2 separate regions of the Mus musculus genome follow, and region 2 is linked to region 1. Evidence: chromatin contacts called from public HiChIP or PLAC-seq data. All regions are on one chromosome and are shown on one strand. Each heading gives the region's core, a stretch centred on a gene start, on an enhancer-like site or on the middle of the called end of the contact. The rest is flanking DNA. Distances are from core to core; before and after follow the strand shown. Region 1 overlaps Tab1 (TGF-beta activated kinase 1/MAP3K7 binding protein 1). Region 2 overlaps Tnrc6b (trinucleotide repeat containing 6b).

Region 1 (4,166 bases), core at 1,127-3,626:
CCCCATCCCTGGACTCACTCTCTGGAGAACAGAATACCACTGCCTTCTTTAGCTCAGACAGCAGGCTTGTGGCAAAACACATGTTCAGTGGGTGAGGGCAGTGATGTGTGCAGCTAGGAGGTCTGAGTTCAAATCCCAGCACTGCCACTTACCAGTCCGGAAAGCCTGGCTCCCAAACCTCCTGAGCAGAACAGGAGGCAGCCACCTTTTGGGTGCTTAAGTTACAGATAGACAAGATGACATCTTTACTGCATGAAGAACATGGTTCTATTTCTAGAGACCAAACAGCACCACATTCCTTGGGGAGGACCTCCTTTGTCCCATGTCCTTGTGCACCAGCTGAGAGCTGCTCACCTGCAGGGCACCTGCAGGGCAGAGGTGACTTCCTAGTGGAGAGCAGGAAGGCTTCTTCTTCCCATCACCCCAGGGCTTCTCCTCAGCATGGAGCCAGCAGCCTCGCTTTAGGGAAATGGAGTCTGAGAAGTGCTCTGAATTGGCCTTTGCCACCAGGCCACACTGGGCACCCTGCCCAGTAGCTGCACACAGTGGGGAAAGGGCTGCAGATTTAATCCTGATGGAAGGGCTCAGGTAAGAGGAGCACCCAGCCTTTCTCCTCTGAGCACAGGGGTGGCCACACTGCAGGCAGCTGTGGTAACCCTCCTGTCTGAAGGGAGAGATTCTGTGTGAACAGGTCCCAGTCAGGGCCTGACCAGCAGAGTCTTTTCCCTGCACGTCCGCATCACTGCACCTGATGTCCTTGGTCTTCTGGGTGAGCAAGACTCAACCTCGGCCCTCTCACAGCCGTATCCCACTCCTCTTTCGGCAGAGCCCGGAACCAAGCAGCCTCCTCATCAGCGTGAGGTCTGTTGCCTCAGCACCCCCTATCACTGGCTTCCCAGGACCCGCTGGGAGGAAGGCACTGGCTTCTGACTTGGCCTGCCTCACCCCAGGGCAGGATCTAGCAGAAGCAGAACTGCAGCTGCCTGGTGGGCCTGGCCTACTAACTGCACCCCATTGGGAAGCCAGCTCTCTGAGTTAGCTCAGCTGCCAGCTGGCTGACCTGCAGCCCAGGACTAGCATTCCTTGGCCAGCTCTCTCTGGTACTTCCTTGTCTTGCTCCTCTGTGGCTGTTAATAACCCCTCTGCTTCCCTGGACTTTTCCAGTGACATCCAGTGACAGGCACCCACTCCTGTTATTCGCTACTCTGGATCTAGGAGTTTGGGCTGAAAGGTGGAAAGGGGATAGCCACCCAGAGGTAACGGGCACTCGCAGAGGCCACAGCTCTTCCGGGGGAAGCTGAAGCAGGTGGAGGAGTCTTGAGGGAGCAGTGTCTGTCTGGCCTTTGGTAGCTGGGGTCCACAGGACGGCATCTTGCTAGTCTTTAAACGTGTCAGGAGGCACTCGTGATGGTTTGTAAGCTACCTGCAGCTTTCCCGCTTGGCCCTGTCTTAGGATGCCTGTGGTCTGGACTCCAGCCTCCTGTGTGGACCAGCAGCAATGCAGTCTGTACTCAGGCCACAGCCCAGGGCTGTGGTTGAACCTGCAGCACGTCATGACTCACTGCCCGAGGGTTCCATGGCCCCCGCAAAGGTCAGGAAGCTTGTCTTGCTTTGGCACTGGCCCTCTGTGTCTACACAAAGTTGTGCCCAGGCTGCACTCTGAGGCTAGACTAAGGTGCCGTCATCACGCTCTGCTCGCCGTGGTCCACGCTCCAGAGTCGGTAGAACTCAGCAAAGTCCACATAGGGCTCCACACGGCCATCCTCTCCGGGTGGAAGTGAGTGAGCCGGTCTGGAGCGGAAGAGGCCCCCGTCAGAGCTGGAGCTGCTGCTCTGGGTGTGCGTGTTGGTGGACTGCAGGGTCAGAGTGGGGCTCTGGCTACAGAAGAAGAGAGAGCAGTCAGTCTGGGGGAGCTGCATCAGGGGCCCTCAACTTCCCACCGGTGAAAAGAGCGGCCCTTTAGGCTCAGGCCTCTCTCTCTCTCCCCAGTATCCTACAGAAGTCAGCTGGGTGAGATGTTTTTAAAGACAGGCTGACCTAGGTGACAGAATAAGACTCAGCGCCAGGGGAGGAGATCTGTGAGGCTCGGGCAGTCAGGCTGAGAAGCGTGAAGCTTGCCTGCTTGGCTTTGTGGACACAGCTGCTGGTTTCCTGGGGAAGCCTGGTGGGGAGGGAGGGCTATGCTGATTGTGCTGGGGACAGCACACGGCTACCCAGGATGCCCAGATGTCTACCAGGCCCTTCCATCCACAGAGGTGGTGGCAGGAACAGCAGCAGCACAGACTTGGGGACAGATGGAGGCCCTCTAAAGAGGCAGAGGGAGAGGCAGAGGAAAACAGGGGCACTCCCTCCCTGCCAGCCCTTCTAATTGGCCACATCCGGCTAAGCTCTAAGTGGAGAGGGGCTGGGTGTGGCAGCTGTATTATTCCATCGGTGCAGGGCTGGAATGTGGAAACCAGATCCCCCCCTCCCCCGGAGAGGTGGGGTGGGAGCAAAGTACAAAGTCACAGAAGTACAGGGAGCGGTTGGACAAGAGACCTGTCAGGCAGGTCTGCACCATGCCCCTCCTCTCAGGCCATGACCTCCACCCCCAGTGCCCCTTACACTAGACAGCTGACAGCCATGGCATGCCACAGTGAGAGAGCAGCAGCTCTGACAACCCAGTACAGGCCAGGCAATGTCCCCAACTACAGATGCATGAAGCCAGTGGCCCTGGGTTACAAACTCCAAGACAGAAGAAAAACACGAGAGAAGCTGCCCATGGATGAAAGCTGAGACGTCAGTCAGCTGCCTTGCTTCTTTCTCGGGTCCCCTGTCCACCTTGCCCTGAATCTCCACTTGTCCCAGGTCCAGTTCAATACCTGCTAGAACCTGTGTCTAATAAGACTCCCTACCCAAAAGGTGAGGGTGGAGAATTGGAGGCCAAAGATCCAGAGTCCCCAGACCCCAGCCTCTCTCATCCTGCCCCACTGAGCCCTAGGATTTGGTTGCCCAGCTGTTTCTCTCCAGGTTCCCATGTCTGTCTCTAGAGTAGGATGGCTTACTTAGTGAGTGTGGGAGTGGCTTCGTCCAGAGTGGAGGCACTGTGAGAGCCGTTGACCATCTGGCCCTGAGAAGGCATGACGAGGGACAGAGTCACACTAGTCTTGCTGGTGCTCTGGGCACTTGAGTAGGGCACAGAAACAGGGTACACACGGCCCCCTGCAATAGGAGAGAGAGAGAGAGCAGGGGGGGAGGGGAATCAGTCGGAGGAAACCAAGGTAGTGGCCTCAAGGCTTCTCTTGAGTGACAAGGGCTATGTGAGGGCTGAGAGGCCCCTAAGCCCCACTGTGGCCCTCCACCCCTGGGGTGGCCCAGGGTAGATGTCCCTTGGTACGAGTATCTTCCAGAATAGCAGTGGGACCTCTATCCAGCAAAGAAACCCACTGGGGATCAAGGTGGGAGTGGAATAAAGTGCTGGATGGGCTCTGAGAAAGGGCTACTAAACCTTAATACAGAGGGTAGACTGTTTCCTGTTGAGGCAGGCCCAATGAAAATACGGTTACAAGTGCAGGCCAGAGGGACTCCAGCTCCCCAGTGTCCATGGAGAGCAATGGGAGGTGAGAGCTCCACAGTTTGTTTGTTTAAAAACAGAAAAGGAAATGCAGCGCTTGGGAGCAGTACAGAAGGTCTCACTGCTGCCCAGGCAGCTTGACTCAAGGACTTAAAAGGAAAAAGGGATGGAGTGAAGTATCTCCACACAATGCCCGGCTGGGGCAGACCATCTGTCTCATACCTGACCTCACCCAGGTCTCTCCAGGCTAGAGCCTTTCTCCTTTCTGTCAAGGTTGCTGGTAAGGGTGAGAAGTGACAAGGAGGCTAGGAGGGACCTCTGCCATCTGCCTTTGTGACTGTACATGATATGCTCATGCAGCAAGACTTCCAGGATGGTCAGGACAAGTGCTCCTTATTTTACAGACAGAGTAAAGACCTGCAGCTCAGAGTCCAGAACTCTACAGCTGGAGTTGAGCAAGGCCAGCCCCCTGGCTCCATACGCACTCCAAGCAGCCAACTTCATGGTATCAGCCCGTCCGTGTTGCCTCCAGCCCAGGACTCATCTCAGGTGTACCTACGTGGCATACATACCTGGGGCAGGGGTCGGTGTAGGCTGGCTCATTTCACCCAAT
Region 2 (4,464 bases), core at 1,006-3,505, 580 kb before region 1:
ATACACTCTTGACAGAAAACTTAAGGTGGAGATGATAACCAAAGAGGTGGGTCCTTTTTCTGTTTCATTGTCATCTTAGACACTTGCTGACATTTAATGAGGACAAAAAGACACTATGGCAGAGGATAGATAAGCAAGGGAAACTAGGTATTTTTTTCCAGATGCATATTTTCCTTAAAAGGGACAGAGTATCTCTGCACTACTAGGATCAAGTGACTGTGCCACCTTAGTCTCCCAAGTAGCTGAGATTACCTGGGTGCTCGATCAGGCCTGGCTTCCAGGTATTCTCAAACTGGGTTTCTCAAAAAAAAAAAAAAAAAAAAAAAGCTTCTTTCTTGCTCTGAACCAAGTACTGGCATATTGAAGATAAGCATAGACACTGATTATTCTAAAAGCTTACGTTATCTACAGCAGTATTTTTCTTCTAAGAGATGAATACCAGGAAAATGCCTTCAAATGACTATTTTTAAATGCTCAGAAGTAATCTAATCCTACCACCTGGTCATGCAGTGTTAGGGTGGTCAGCCACCAACCCCAGCAGTCCCCTCTACTCTCTTACGGAACAACCAGAGTAATCTTGGGACTTAGAATGAGATTCTGAAGACCTTAGACTCATCCATCCCCAGGTTTTGCCAAACTGAAATAGACTACAGTCAAGTATTTAACGAAACTCACACAATGTAATTACAGCTAAGTGTTTCCTAGAGAATATGGCAAGCTGAAAGGCATATATATTCAACAAATGACACTTACTTTTCTAGTATCACCTCTGATGTGACAGGGTTTTAATTTTCAAACTTAACTATTCAGTGTGATTCATTTTAATTCTCAGTTTAAAAATTCAAGCAGCACAGAAAAAAAGCCCTTGATCACTCAGTCTCTTCCCTCACGACCCTCCTTAGTTCTCCCTGCTGTCACCAGCATTTCTCTAGTATCATCTTGGAATGCAGACTGTTAAGGAATATACTATACTCCAACATTGTACAAGCAACAAACAAAAAACAGCCAAATAAAACCACCAAAACAACAGCAAAAGGCAACAGCACACATTTCTGTAACTACATATTTGCTTGGTTTATTTTCTGAGATAGGGTTTCGCATGACTCAGTCTGGCCTGCTCTCCATCAGGGACCTTCAGTTTCTGATCCTCTTGCTTCTAACCTCCCAGTTGCTGGGGACTGAACCCAGGACTTCATTTTTGTTTTTGTTTTCCGAAACAAGAGTTTTTCTGTGTAGCCCTGGCTGTCCTGGAAGTTTTTTTCTTTTAATTTGAGTGAGGGTGTCACTATATAATCTAGGCTGGCCTTGAATTTGTGGTCTTCCTGCCTCAACTTCCTAACGCAGCTTGCATTTGTAGTTCCAATGTCCCTATCTTTTGTTCACAAATGTAACTACCACCTCTGTGCTGACGATCCCCAAAGCCAGTGCTGAGCGTTCTTACCAGCCAGAATCAGATGCATTGCTGCCTACGCCAACAGCCTTTGCTACCTCCTGTGCCACCGGTGCCTAAGACTCAGTGCAACTACAACTCAAACATCCTGTCCCCAACAGGTGTTTCCCCTCTACCTCATCCGAAACAACATCACCCCCTCAGATCAGAAATCTGACATCATCAGCTCCTTCCTAGCACCAAAGCCTATCAATTCTAATCAGTGTGTTCTTCTTACATATGTCTGCTGCCACCGACTTTGACTTCATCCATTTTAACTAGTTTCACTAGTTTTTAGAATTTGGTTTTCTTAGCCTCAATACCCACTACCTTTAACATAAGAATGATATTTAGAAAGTACAAACTCTTGAGTAAGAAAATATAATCTCTACTCCATGCTATACCTGGCCTAGTACCTGCTGAGTTCTCCTGTTTTATCTTACAAAGCTACACTGTATTCAATTTCCCTAGAGCACCCACAGTGGTTTCATGTGCCTTTGTGCAAGCTATTTCCTCTTAGAAGTACCCACAGGCCAAACTTCTCAACTTGAAGACAGACGCAGGTTAGGCAATCTTTTCTGTGAAATCCCTGACACCATCTTACCTCACAGGCAATCTCAATGTGTCCTCCTTCTGAGCTAGTAAACTGTACATGCACTCCTCCCCAGGCTTCCTTCTGTGTGGACTACTGCTTATAAGCTCTCTGAGGTCTGGCATGTGTTACACTTTCAATAAGAATGTCCCCATAGGCTCATAGATCTGAATGCTTAGTCATCAGGGAGTGGCATTGCTTGAGAAAGATTAGAAGGTGTGGCCTTGTAGATGTGTCACCTGGAGACAGGCGGGCTTTGAAGTTTCAAAGGTCGCAGTCAGGTCCATGCCTCTAGATCAGGATGTAGGTAGACCTCTCAGTTACTTTTCCAGCACCACGTCTGCCTGTGTGCCACCATGCTCCTTGACATGATGACAATGGGACAAACTTCTGAATCTGTAAGCAAGCCCCACCTAAATGCTTTATTTTGTCAGCCTTGGTTGTGGTTGGTGTCTCTTCACAGCAATAGGACAGTAACTAAGAGAGTCTGCATCAGAGGGATCACTTAATACTTCATTAGTATTATTAAATACAGAGTCTGCCCAAGAGACATTCTCAATAAATCCTTATGTGATCGACACACATTTTTAAGGAAAAATAAACTCAACTCAATACAATATTCTGACTTAACTCATGTAAGGATTCTACTCACACATCTCTTTAAAAACAAACAAACAAAAAACAAAAAAAACAAAAAAAACCCCTATAGTATATCAGGGCAGCATGCTATCCCCATGGAACTTACAGTAGTAGAGGGCACCTTGGGACTGGTACAGAAGAAGCCTAGAACCTGCTATGTAAAACAAGCTGTTCTAGACCCACAAAGATCCACCTGCCTCTGCCTCCCACACCTGGCTATAAAACTCTGGCTTTAAAACCTCAGTTTTACTCTACTATCTGGGAAAATCCGGAAAGACTGCTTGGTGTAGGGGACAGTCTCAAGCAGGAATGATGAGAAAAACAGGTATCCCACCTTGGGCTACTAAGCCTGTTTGTTCAATTGTATGTGTTCTAGGCTACCTCCAGGACAGTTGGTCAATTCTTAAGCAAAGGGCTTGAGAAAACAGGACTGCCTTCTGACAACCTAAACACAAGCAACTGTGCTCACCCTCATCATTAATTCTGTTTATTTGAGTTCCTTGAGGCAAGGTTTGCTGCATGCACCAGGCTGACCTTCAAAGTCACATCATTCTCTTGTCATTTGCTTTCCAATGCTGAGATTACAGCAAGAGCCACATCATACAAGGCTCTGTGTGTGCACTTTGTTCAGGATATGTAAGCAATCTACCAGCTGGGCTACATCCTGTTCCCTTGGTTTTGTTTTTTGTTTTTTGAGAGGCAGGTCTCACATAGCCCATATTGGCCTCTAACTCATTGTGATCCTCCTGTCTCAGACTCTGGAGTACCTGGATTATGGGTATATGCCACCGTGCCCAATTGTTGGCAAGTTGTTAAATGTACACTGCCTCTGAGATAAACCAGTGAACTGGACATTGATATGGATGATAACGAGGCAAATAACCATGAAAAAAAATCTCACCAAATACACAGCCTGCCACTCACATCACACAGAAGTTCACAGAACGTACAGAAAGTGGAGGGGCAACCTATGACACCGTCAGAAAGAAAAACTGATTCCAACTGAAAATGATAGAATTTAAAACGTAGTTCTCAAACCTATTCATCGGAGGATCTCACTTCATTCCAAAAATTAGAGGACTCCAAAGTGATTTTATGTTATTAAAATTACCAAGACATATCATACCAAACATTTAAAAGTATGAATTATTATAAATTTATTAGTTTATTAAAAGATACCAACAACAAGGCCATGTGTGTGGTCTACACCTTTGATTCCAGCACTCACGAGTAAAGCAGGCAGATCTCTGAATTACAGGCCAGCCTGTTCTACACAGTGAGTTCTTGTCCAGCCAGGGCTACATAGTGAGATTCTTTTCTCAAAAAAGGAGGTAAGAGAAGAGAAGAGAGGGGAGGGGAGGGGAGGGAAGGGGAGAAGGGAGGAGGGGAGGGGAGAGACAGGGGAGAGGGGGAGAGGGGGGAGAGAGGTGAGGAGAGAGAGGAGAGGAGAGAGAAGGGAAAGAGGGGGAGGGGGAGAGGGGGAAGAGGGGGAGATGGGGAGAGGGGAGAGAGAGGGGAAAGGGGGGAGAGGAGAGAGAGGGGGGAGGGGAGAGGGGGGAGAGGAAAGGAGGAGAAGAGAAGAGAAGAGAAGAGAAGAGAAGAGAAGAGAAGAGAAGAGAAGAGAAGAGAGAAGGAAGGGTATCAACAATAAATCATTACATTTTCAAAATTGAAATTATCATCTTTCAAGGAATTACTAATATGAGAAAGGACCAGTGCCTTATATTTAAGCAAGGTTCTTTAAAGCTTGGCTTAAGATACAGCAGCTATCCTGGGCGTGGTGGCACATGCCTTTAATCCCAGC

What was found. HiChIP or PLAC-seq counts read pairs in DNA pulled down with a chosen protein or histone mark.
Region 2: a contact with region 1 is called in a FOXA1 HiChIP or PLAC-seq map of pancreatic cancer cells. The contact joins two enhancer-like sites. A contact is called at or near these places in 1 of 115 datasets of contacts at active chromatin or transcription factors (pancreatic cancer cells) and 1 of 9 other capture datasets (embryonic stem cells).

The regions. Positions count from the first base shown.
Region 1 is chr15:80,157,786-80,161,951 of GRCm38.p6, reverse strand. Tab1 (TGF-beta activated kinase 1/MAP3K7 binding protein 1) reads right to left here. Exons shown (of 11, transcript NM_025609.3): 9 at 4,126-4,166; 10 at 3,045-3,201; 11 at 245-1,878. The coding sequence ends at 1,671. Among named protein-coding and RNA genes, the nearest start is that of Gm31253, 12 kb to the right of the region's middle. Within about 2 kb of position 2,376, at least 149 of the 459 cell types and tissues checked have an H3K27ac peak or open chromatin away from gene starts, as enhancers often do. A contact at or near this core is called in pancreatic cancer cells, where this site is marked.
Region 2 is chr15:80,740,857-80,745,320 of GRCm38.p6, reverse strand. The region is part of intron 1 of Tnrc6b (trinucleotide repeat containing 6b); the gene reads right to left. Among named protein-coding and RNA genes, the nearest start is that of Tnrc6b, 32 kb to the right of the region's middle. Within about 2 kb of position 2,255, at least 108 of the 459 cell types and tissues checked have an H3K27ac peak or open chromatin away from gene starts, as enhancers often do. A contact at or near this core is called in pancreatic cancer cells, where this site is marked.